Regions from separate parts of the Mus musculus genome. Here all the other regions are linked to region 2. Evidence: chromatin contacts called from public ChIA-PET and promoter capture Hi-C data. All regions are on one chromosome and are shown on one strand. Each heading gives the region's core, a stretch centred on a gene start, on an enhancer-like site or on the middle of the called end of the contact. The rest is flanking DNA. Distances are from core to core; before and after follow the strand shown.

Evidence for each region. Promoter capture Hi-C pulls out the DNA fragments that hold promoters and counts their contacts. ChIA-PET counts read pairs in DNA pulled down with a chosen protein or histone mark.
Region 1: a contact with region 2 is called in a promoter capture Hi-C map of embryonic stem cells, with 6 times the contacts expected there. The contact joins the promoter of Aldh8a1 here to the enhancer-like site in region 2. A contact is called at or near these places in 5 of 39 promoter capture datasets (the C10 cell line, embryonic stem cells, fetal liver and 2 more), 1 of 484 Hi-C or Micro-C datasets (embryonic stem cells) and 3 of 9 other capture datasets (adipose tissue, liver and pancreatic islet).
Region 3: a contact with region 2 is called in an RNA polymerase II ChIA-PET map of memory CD8 T cells, with 5 read pairs. The contact joins two enhancer-like sites.

What each region holds. Positions count from the first base shown.
Region 1 is chr10:21,375,715-21,379,582 of GRCm38.p6, reverse strand. Aldh8a1 (aldehyde dehydrogenase 8 family, member A1) reads right to left here and starts at 2,283. Exons shown (of 7, transcript NM_178713.4): 1 at 2,105-2,283. The coding sequence starts at 2,242.
Region 2 is chr10:21,052,961-21,056,705 of GRCm38.p6, reverse strand. It overlaps Ahi1 (Abelson helper integration site 1), which reads right to left. Exons shown (of 24, transcript NM_026203.3): 20 at 1,563-1,725. Among named protein-coding and RNA genes, the nearest start is that of Gm20149, 11 kb to the right of the region's middle. Within about 2 kb of position 1,780, at least 93 of the 459 cell types and tissues checked have an H3K27ac peak or open chromatin away from gene starts, as enhancers often do. A contact at or near this core is called in embryonic stem cells and memory CD8 T cells, where this site is marked.
Region 3 is chr10:21,478,191-21,482,104 of GRCm38.p6, reverse strand. No RefSeq gene overlaps it. Among named protein-coding and RNA genes, the nearest start is that of Gm33892, 91 kb to the left of the region's middle. Within about 2 kb of position 2,509, at least 46 of the 459 cell types and tissues checked have an H3K27ac peak or open chromatin away from gene starts, as enhancers often do. A contact at or near this core is called in memory CD8 T cells, where this site is marked.

The DNA of each region.
Region 1 (3,868 bases), core at 1,034-3,533, 320 kb before region 2:
TCTTTGCACTAAATGGAGCAAGCTACAGCTGCTCCACCACCGAGAGAGCTGCAGAGCTGACAAAAGTGCAGCCCGCTGCCTTCACCCGGGCAGCTTTTCCTTTTACAGAGAAAGCAACTATGGCCTGAGCCAGTTGGGCTGAATGGGGATCTAGGAGGGGCTGAGGCTACATCTCAAAGGGATTGATTGAGAGGCAGCCACTACACACACACACACACACACACACACACACACACACACACACTGCCACACCAGCAGCATGTAGTTCTAAGGTAGGTCAGATGCTCAACTTGCAAACTCAGAGTCAAATCCATAGACAGGAGCTGGGGGTCAGGAAGAGGAGCACGCACAATCTTTACCAAGGCATCTAAAATGCAGCCTTCAAGTAATTTGGAAAGAGTGATTTTAATTTTAAAAGAGGAGAATTCTCAATCATTTCCCAAAGAACATATTGTTTTTTTATCTAGTGTGGGATAGGAAAGTTGTCTAGATGTGTCAAACTTCCAAAGCTCTTAATTAAGAGCTGACAGTTTATAAAGTCAAGTCTTCACTGTGTGATCACGTCCTACGGCTGTCCCTGGCACTTGAAGTGACTAGCTCATCTCCTAACTCTACACCCCAAGTGCTGAACCCCTGTGAAAAGATCTTTTTGACCTCCATCAGAGTCTTGACCCACAGGCTGAGAACCACTGTTATAGCATAAGTTTCCTCGCCCTACCCATGATAGAGGCTTCTGTTGGAACGGGAGTGTGGGGCTCCCAGGGTAAATAAGCAGATGCCCTCTTGTGGCCAAAACGTGATGCACTCAGAATGCATCTGAGTGCTTTTCTGCCCTCCTGTATGGTTCAGATTAAGTCTACAGGTTGTACTATCTCAGTTTGCACTGCATGCAAGCAAGCGCGCTCGAGCAAGCACGCACACACACACACACACACACACTCACACAGGCCCAAAATTCGGCACATATCTTGTAAAATCAACAAAGACACAGCTTTTGTGGAACCCAAAATATTTGCAAACTGGATTGCTGAGAAAATAAAACATACATATTACTGGAAAAGCAAAAGCAAATATGTTTTATTCTATTTCCTGAAGAAGTGCCAGCCGGTACCACACTCCACCTGCATCTCCTCACTTTGGAAACACCAGGAGATGGAGAAGAGAAGCCTTGGTCTCATGCAGTTTGGGTCATTGGAAGCAAGCAAAATTGCTGGTTACAATGTAACTAACAAGTTACCCAATATTCTTAAACTTTAGTACAGAGTCTAAAGTTGTTTTTTTCCTCTAGAAGACAGATTTAAAATTTACCAGTGAAGAAAAAAAGTTGAATTTTTGAAGAAAAAACTTGGCATATAAGATATATTTATATAGGAAGATTGGAATTATATTATAATCGAGTTGTTTGTGCCTTGAAAAGAATAAACAATGGGCGGTTTGCATTTGGTAACCACACACACATCAGTCACTCAGCACACCAAACATTTTTTATTCTCAGTGCAATAATTCATAACATTAAATATATCTCAAGCATTTTACAAAATTCCCCAAGTGACTTAATTCTTCATAACTAGAAAAGAAAGAAAAAGGAAAGAGAAAGGGACATGAACCCTCATTTTTTAAGTTGTTAAGTTTAATGAAATGACATGAGAGTTTAATTTTCAGCTTCATTACTCAAATAACTGGCTTTATTAGACTGGGTATTCTCAGAGATATGAGGAACTATCAGATGATGGTCTAAAATAAAGTACTGGGCTTTTGTTTTGTTCCCAATTTAAGTTTTCAAGATTTATTTTTATAAACCCATGGAGCCAGTGGGCACTTTGTAGAGAGAAGGATGCATTTCATATCGTAAGAGTTCTCTATAACTATTACAATCTGTCTGAGAATTACAAACATTAAAACCACTGTTCCCACAGCTAACAACTTTCTCTTGAACATAGTAAACTCAGAGCCATTCCAGCTCAGACCAGTCCATTCATATGATAAACTACCTTATAAAATGCTACATTTTCCTTCATCCTCTCCCCTTTAGTTTTAGAAAATGGTTGTCTACAATTTGTCAACACAGTAAATACGTTTTAGTTTCCCAAGTGAATAGACTTACCTCTTCTTTCCCACTGTTTGGAACTTTGCAATAAACTTCCCCTGTTGATGGATCGTAAGAATCTATATATGAGTTACAGGGTAAAAACTTCCCACCTATAAAGTTCTCCAACATCAAAAGTTCCCTTTTTCCAGCCATGTTAGGAAAGTGCCCTCTGTGTACAGCAGCCCTCTGTGACTGCCCTCAGGACTTTGGACACCCTCATCTCACCCCCAGGCCCAGTGTCCTCATTTGCATATCCGAACCTGGGAGGAGGAGACCCGCTGCGCTTCAGAACTTTCCTGATTCCAAACTCGGATGGTTCTTGAAGGCAACTCATGGTCCATTCTGAGAAATGGGCACTGCATTAAACTAACATCAAGTTACATATGTACAATGTCTTCAGATTGTCCTTTCATATCAACTGTGTGTGTGTGTGTGTGTGTGTGTGTGTGTGAGATGATTTTATCGGCACTGCACCATAAGTGCCCACTGTTTAAACACGAAGTGCAAAGCATAAAGAAAATTGGCTCCACAGAATATTGTCCCATGCAGCAATCCTTACTTCCTCCTTTCTAGGGAAGGCATTGAGCCTCTGGAAGGTTACACAATGTGGCCAAGGTCACACATGAACACTCAAGTACTGACAGGAAATGAGAAGAAACTTTAGCTACATTTACACCTAACAGCCTGTGAGTCCATCTCAGGAGGATGCATCCATGTCCCTGTAGGGACTGGCCACAGGAGCAAGGGAGCCGTCTTCACTACCCGGCAATGCCGTGGTTTGAACGCTCAGAATTCGGGCACGTTTAACCCTCCAGTGGCAGTGTTTAAGTGGGCACTCCTGGAGTTAAGGTGCTGCTCACGGCCTCGGTGGTGCCTTCGAAACAGGCTATGGGTCATTTGTGCCTTCTGCCGCAGGAGCACAGCTGCCCTGCCTGGTGAGGAAGTGGCAGAGGCAGGGGATATTTACCATACACAATCTCCTCACACCAACATCATGGGCTTCCCAGTCTCCAGAACAACAAGAATTCAGGTTCTCTCAAGTGATCGATTTTCAGTTATTCTGTCACAGCTGAACAGACCAGCACATGGCCTCTGAGAGGACAGGACACACCACCGTTCACTCTGCTGAGGCTCCATGGATAACCAAACTCTCTTGTGCATCATAGCGCTTGTTTTGTATTTTGCAAGTAACCCTCTGAAGGTCTTGTTCCTTCTGTTCTCCATGTTGCTATCTCCCCATCCTTCCTGTACTTCACGTCTCCACCTACTGACGGCTGTCTGTCGTCTTTGGCGTCCCATTTTCACCACAGTGCATTTGGTGAGAATTTGTTCTTAACCGTGACTGGAAGAGGCTGCTTTTCTACCACTGGCTTTGTCTTTCACCAGTTGTGGAAATGTTTTGGCTGCTGTATTGCTGTGTTTCCATTCTCTGTATTTCTACCTTGTAGAATGTTTAAAATGTAAAGAGAGCATCTTCAATTTCTTACTGACCATGAATCTCCTCCCTCCCTGTCTCTGTCTTTCCCTCCCTCCCTCTCTCCCTCCCTCCTGGCCAGCTTCTTCCCCCTCCTCCTTTGACTCTGAGCTACACTCTCCAAATCTTGCCTCTACTCTCTGTCCGTCCCCCAGCCCCACAACAGGGCTCCTATGGAGCTGACTCCTCCAATGGCAGCACCTGCCCTGAACTCTGTTTCCTCGGCCTGCCAGCCAACACGCCATTCCCTAAGGTCCCTGCAGGCCAAAAGGCAGAATTCACCCTCTCACACTGGCCAGCAGGCT
Region 2 (3,745 bases), core at 531-3,030:
TTTAACTCTTTGCACATTAAATGTCTGTGGCCTCTGAAGAAGGCAAGCCTATGGCTTTCTTTCTGCAGGCGTGATCTTTTTATACTGGCAAGTAAAAGCCTATCTGTAATGCTTTCCCTGGTATGCATGGGAACAGGCTGGAACTCCTGGTCAGTCAGACACCCTCCATCCAGCAAGAGTGCACACAGCAGCTCTTGTGAGTGCAGCCCAGCTGTGGCCTGAACCAGAGCTGGCTCAGGAACTGAGCTGCTGAGGGACATTTGGATGTTAATGCCTGTCAGGAAGTTACAAGTGGGAGAGGACTTTAAAGCGGTCTTAAGTCTATTTGGGAGTTACCTTTCCTACAACTTCCTTTCACCCTGCCTAAAGCTTTCTCCAGTGTGCATTTTCTTTAGCCAAAGAACTCGCCTTGAGGAGAGTTTACAAGCTATTAGTTCCTTACAGAATACACAAACCAGGGACAAGTAGAAAATTAAAAATTGTGTTGCAGGAGACAGAAAGTGGGTACTTTTTGCACTCCTTGGCACTTTTAAGGGGAGGAGGGAGCTGCAGCAAGACAGACACCAGCCTACAGCTTTGGGAAGGACCAGTGGGCAGTAAGTGGGGGGGGGGGGGGGGGGTGTGTGACATTAAAGGGAAGTCACTTCATCTAGATGGAGCCTAGCATGACAATCAAGGAAGACATTCTTTTTCCTCCTTTTAATTTTAAAAAATATCCTTTTACTCTCAAATTCTGGAACTTAAGCCAGGAATTAATAGTCCATTTATTCAGTCATAATATGTTTTAAACGGGGCTTCAAAGATTAGCATGAAAATCAATGATTAGGAATAAATAATTGTTTGCAGAAACAAAAGGCAATCAGAACCAGCATATCAGTGTCTGTGTACGAAAGCGTAGCTGATGTCGCTCAAAGTCCTTATTTCAAAGGCGAAGAAGTCCCCTAGGTCAGTATAAGCTGCGCGTGGGCTGCAGGTCTCCCAGCATGCCACCAGGCCAGCAGCGGCAATTAGGACAGGTAATTAGCATGCATTCCGAAGAAGCAGCCCTGCTGGGTGCCCCTCCTCCAGGACAGTCCACCTTGGGCTCCCTGCGGTAGCCTAGTTTCAGCTTTCAAAAGCCATGTCTGCCTCACTGGGAAGTGTTTGTGCTCTCTTCTTCTCATTTAGTGAACTTGAGAAGGAACAAGCCCCGCTCACTGGTGTTGCTACGGAGACCCCGGCCAGAGCTGAGGTGGACACAGGTAGAGTGGGAGCTGAGGGAGCTGAAGTTCCTACGCCGCTAATCAACCAACAGCCCCTGTGGCGGGAGCAGAGCTGGGCAGCTGCCACAGGCTCCCCGGGCATGACAAGGGCAGTCAGCAGGCACTCCAATCTCAGAGCTGAGTAGCTCTCTGGCATACTAGTGCATCGCCTTTTCAGTTTTCCCATCATGAGGATGAAAAATATTCCATGCTAAACATAAGCAATGGTCATATAGACAATACATGCATTAAAGAGTAGTGAATGATCACATCTTGGGCTCCGTTCTATCATAGTGTACCAGGAAGACTGCGTGCACTTACTTTCACTGGCCACATGATTAGCTGGAAAGAACCCTTCCTGCCCCTTTCTTACGCTGCCGTACCACCAGTCTTCATTATCTTTGAAATACACTCGGATAATGTCTCCACGATGGATGGTTAGTTCATCTGATCGGCTGGCTGTGTAGTCATAAAGAGCCACTACCTAAGAGAGAGATAAGACCACCACAGCTTTATCACAACTGTGCCACAGAAAAAGCCCCAACACTCACTTCCTCTTGCAGAAGAGCAGCTGAAACCAAAGCAGGACTTTGGCAAGTCTGAGGCTGTCTCAGGGGTTGCTAATAGGATCAGGGGTGGTGGGAACACAGCAGGAGAAGCAAGATAAAAGACTGTGGGATTGAGAAATGGCTAAGAACATTCAACACACCAAGATTAGCTTCAAAATACCAGATGTTAAAGTTTGAAAGTGTGAAGCAAATTAAAAAAAAAAAAACCAAAAAAAAAAAAAAACCCAAAAAACAAAACCCATAACACACCATTCCCTTAAGCACTTTATAAAACTCCTTTAGGTCCTGTCCTGTGTGCTAAGCAGATGCATCTGAAAGAGAAAAATGCAGGTTATCAGCATTACAAAAAGGAAAGGCTCAATGGGACAACCTGGCCATTTAATTCCGTTACCATCCCGAGTTGACTGCTCAAGTCTCTTTTTGAGAGAAACTTTTCTTGAAAAACAGCTTTTGATATTTTTATACCAACAGCCTAAATCTCCTGACTTCCCTGTAAAGGCTGATCTTTGTTAGCTAGGAACTAAGAGGAGAAGTCCTAAGACAATCCTCTCCTTTGTTTTATGACACTACCCCTTATATTTGATTTGTTTTTGTTTAAAGAAAAAAAAAAAGCACAAGTCAAAACTGGTGCTGCTGCCTGGCTGAGGGTTTAAAAGCCCTTTCTAGCATCTGGGGGAGCTCAGTCCACCCAGACCCGGTGCACTGTAGAGAGTGGGGCACAGCGGCGTGCATGCACATGCCATTCATGTGTATAAATATGCTTACTTTACCATTTTTCCCAAACAAGGCTTCAAAATGTCCATGTTACAAAACTGTATCATGGAAACACACCGCTGTAGGTCTTTGTAACTAGGCTGATGGGTTCTTTCACTGACTATTTAAATCCTAATGTGCATGGTGTTCCACCCTCGATTAGAGTTCACGAACTGACAATATGTATGCTATATTAACACATAGCATTAATATATCAATAACTGACATTAATATATCAATGCCTGATGATAGATATCTTAGTAATGGATATTTAGCTTTCACTAAATTTTCATAAGCATCCACTGATGAAAGAGTCTCTTGAGAGACAGGGTTCCATAAGACAGGCCTGGCTTCAGATTGCCCACTATACCTCTAATGGTATATACCCAATGATCAATGGTATATACCCAATGATCAGTGGATGCTTTCTTAGTATCCAATGCAGCACATTATAGTATTATGAAGTAGTAATGAAACAGTTTTATGGTTGGGTCACCACAACATGAGGAAGGAACTGTATTCAGGACTACAGCATTAGGAAGGCTGAGAGCCCATGCTCTGAAGCAATGGGACAGTTCCTGGAGCATGTCACCATGGTATTATTGCCATTTAGGCACAGACTTGTTACCCAGCGAGGCAATGAAGTGCCTGCCAAGTCAACAGTCTACATTCCAGCCACGGAGCCTGATCTTTGGCTAGACTCTCTTCTCAGGCTGGAAAGCCATGGCAGAAAGGACGTGGCTCAGGAGAAGCTGCTGAGCGGTATGCAAGGATGTGGTATGCAAGGATGGGCTTGCATCTAAAATGCTAGCAACTTCTCATCTGAAACAACGTATTCTTTGGTTGAACTTGGCAGTAAATTATAAATAAATCATGACCTTTCTAGCTACAAGATTTTACTGTCTAAGTGTTCAAGCAAAACTGGACAAACAACAACAATAAAAACCAATCAACCAAACAACAGTAGGCAAAATCCCAATAAGAGGTTTATCCCCAATGAATAGTATCTGGCCTATTCTTTTGATATGGCAGGCCTCCATGTCTGTTTGGAAGGTTCTCAGTGATTGTTCTCTGTAATACTCCACGTGGTATGTAACCACCATGCATGCATGTAGGACACTGTGTGTATGTCCCCTGCATGTGTGTAGGACATTATGTATTTATGTTCCCTGCATGTATGTA
Region 3 (3,914 bases), core at 1,260-3,759, 420 kb before region 2:
GTTGTGCCCTTCCAAAAGCTGGCAACTCATGGCCTCCCTATCTCACAGCATTCACATTCCTTCTGCCTCCTCTTCTAAAGCAGTCACTGAGGCTAACGGCTTATTTAGAGCTAAACATTCAACACTCACTTATTCTCGGCACCTTGAGGGAAAAAAACAGAAATTATCTTTAATGAAATTTTTCTTTTTATCACAGTGGTTTTGCATAAGCTATCCAACTTAGTCTTCCGACAATCCTACAAAGCAAGCATTGTTTTCCTCATTTCGCTTGTAATGAAATTGAAACCAGGGAAGTTAGTTCCTACAATTAGTATTTACTAGCTGTAAATCTAAACAGCATACTTTATATAGAAAAAAGTCTCAACTCCAGGAGGTCTATTCAACCTCATTCTGGAACCCTTAAAATAATCATGAAATATCTGTCCTAAAAATAACTGAAGAGTGTCATTATTGGAACCAATGATCAATGTTTTCTCTTTAACAAGAGTAATGTAGTTAAACATACATTATTGACTATGCTTACTCAAGAAGGAGAAATTGTCCAAGATCAGTAATTCTACATTTGGCATATCATCAAAATTCTCTGGAGAACACTTAAAAAATATTCCCTGGGCCTTATTCCAAGCTCACTGAGTCAGAGCCTCTGTGAACGTCAGAGATCTCTTTATGTACAACCTCTCAAGGCAGTTTCAAATCTCATCCAGTTACGGAACAAAAAAGCAACGTGACCATTTGAATTTCCAAATTCAGTAGGATGCTTTGCTTCATTCCATCCTAATATACACTGCTGGGCAGGATGCAGCATAGACATTATATCTCCCTTGGATATGGGCACAAACCATTTCAATGGGGGAAGGACATTCAAAGAATCCTCAGTCATCCTCCGTGGTGATTTGAATATTCTTGGCCCATGGAAAGTGGCACTAGTAGGAGCTGTGGCCTTGTTGGAGGAAGAGTGTCTCTGTAGATGGGCTTTGCGGTCTTATGCTCAGGCTCTGCCTAATGTGGAAGAAACCTTCCTCTTGGCTGCCATCAGAGCAAGTTGTAGAACTCTCAGCTCCTCCAGTATCATGCCTGCCTAGACTCAGTCATGCTTCCCACCATGATGATAATGGACTGAAACTCTAAACCCATAAGCCAGCCCCAATTAAATGTCTTCCTTTATAAGAGTTGCCTTGGTCATGGTGTCTCTTCACAGCAATAAAACCCAATTTAAGACATCGTCTTAAGCAAAATAAAACAGGTTTGTACACAGAGCACAAAGGGGGTACATACTGTATCCTCTCTCAAGACTCTAGGCCATTGTGGAAGAGGAGGTGAAGAGTGTAATAGACAAAAGTGGAGGATGGCTACCAGAAAATATACAGCAGGTAGTTGCACATATGAAGTCACAGATATTGTGACCGCATGCACAAGACCTGTGCAAGTGCAAGCCAGACCAAGTTTCAGCATGGAGAGGGAAGTGAAGCACACAATCCCAGCCCTAGCTGTGGAGCAAATGGCAGTAGTTAGCAGCTGGGAGAGGAAGAGACAGTTTTCTCCGAGAGTGAATCCTCCTGATGATTGAAAATGTCCCCCATGCAATGCCAGGAATATTTGGGCAGCTCAAATTGGTCCTGAAGGTTGTTTTTGTTTTTGTGTTTTGTTTTGTTTTGTTTTGTTTTGTTTTGTTTTAAGAATATGAAGTTAGGTGGGAAGAGAATTGGGGTGGATCTAAGAAAAGCTGGGTGATGAGAAAGATTAAAATTCACGTTGTACCAACTCTCGATTCTCAGAGAACTAATAAAAATAAGAGAATGCAAACATCCCTGCTGGTCCTCCTTCTCTCCTCACCTCACTTGGAAAGCACTAGTTGGACAGCATTATTAGCTGAGTCGAATCCTTGAAAATCCATGTGCTGTACAAGAACTCATAGTGGCTACAAGCACAAGACCACAAGACTTGTACAAGAACAATCCGGCATGGATAAGGGGAAGGCTTGTCAAGCCCCACTCTTTCTCAGAAATTCTAAGCCATTGATGGATGCTGAGAGACGGGGAGTACTAAATAGACTCCATGGGGAGAGGGGCATGAAATCATGAATGAAATGTTGCAGGGGTAATGGGAGAAATTGGGGGAGGAGAGAAGGAGGACAGATTTGATCCAAACGTATTATATGTGTGTATGAATATTAAATAACTTTAAAGAAAGAAAATCAGTATACTAATCCTTATCCCCCATGTATCTCAGAATGTGGTCATGGGAATCAGCCTTTGCACATTAAAAGATGAGATCCTGTGGGAGTAGCGTGCGCCCATAACCAAGCATGGTGGATGTATTTAAAGGAGAAAGAAACTTTGACACAGACCTCCACATGAAAACAAGTCCGGAGTGGAAGACACTCCTCTGAGTCAGGAGTTACAAGGATAACCACAAATTATCAGAAGCCAGGCAGCAGCTGTGGTACAGACCTTCCTCACAAGTCTCTCCACACAATGAGATAGTAACTACATTTCTGTTGTTTAAGCTGTGCAGTGTGTGGTTTATCACACCACGCTTAGAAGCTAACACAGGAAGTACTTGGGTGGTTAGAATCCTCGTTACCATCTGAAGCAAAGGATGAAAACATAAAAAAATTTCATCACTACCAAATTTTTAAAAACAACTGGGGAGCACACTGAGAAATTACAAGCATCTCTATAGTCAATGGACTCAGACAGCTAGTGCTCAGGTCAGACTTGTGGTTTAAGCTCTGAGGAAAACATACCAGAAGAAAGAAAGGAAAGGAGAGAGTGTAGGAGGGAGTGAGGGACGGAGGGGGATAGGAAGGGGAAGGGGAAATAGAAATCAAGCAGGAAATGATATATATTACCATTAATCTTTTTCTTCCTAATATTTACTCTCTATATACTAGAAATGCATGCACACTCCTAGTGTGATGCCCTGGTATCCCTGGGCTTCCAGGATTGTGGCCTTCCTCCTTTCCTCCTGCTGTCTACTCAACCATGAAGAAGCAGCCATATCTTGGTTACATAGCTGATGTCAGATGATGAAGACGTTCCCAAAAGAACTTCACCTCAACATACAGTTTTATGAACACCATGCTTGTTGAATTAAAAATATTTCAGAGCATGAAGGGTTCCTGAGACATGTGTCATGTCCTCCCTTAGACACATATAGGTCACAGCCTTAGCCTCATGTCCACAAGTCTGGTTGGCAAGTACTTTGGGATTATTTACCCTCAAATAATACTCTTACTTTCCAAATTGTAATAAAAAACGTTTGTAAAGCCACCATTTCGTGCATATTTTAATTATTCACATTATATAATCTGTTTTGGGTTTACATCCTTGACTTTTATGAAGCAAGGATCAGATGTGTGACCATTAAAATCATCTAAGAGTGTAAACAGATTGTGTCAACGTGACTAATGCTCAACCAATTTTGTAACATTTCCGAATGTTTTGGAATATTTGATAACTTAATCCACCAAAGATCCATATATATTTTCTTTCATTTTGTTGTTTCATGCTGTGTTTTAAAGGCAGTCAACAGGAACTCTTCACTACAGGAATCTACAGAATTGACGATTTGGTCTCAAGTGGAGGCACAGAGGGGAGGTTGTATAAACCTTGGAACTTGGCTTCAAGTCTGACGTCACAACCATGACAAGACTTCAGTCCAGAACACTGCACTTGTACACAGTATGCTTCCTTGTGCAAGAACAATTCAACAGAACAGTCGATAACAGAACAATCTACAGAAACAATTTGGAATTATGCCACAGATTGAACATGCCATCTACCAAACAAAGCAAGCCTCCCCGTGGAGGAACGCAGGCCATTTGTATATGAGGACAGTTAAATCAAACATAATTACACTCTTTTTCACTGTGACTGATTCATCATTGCTTATCTACAAAGCCACAGGACAGC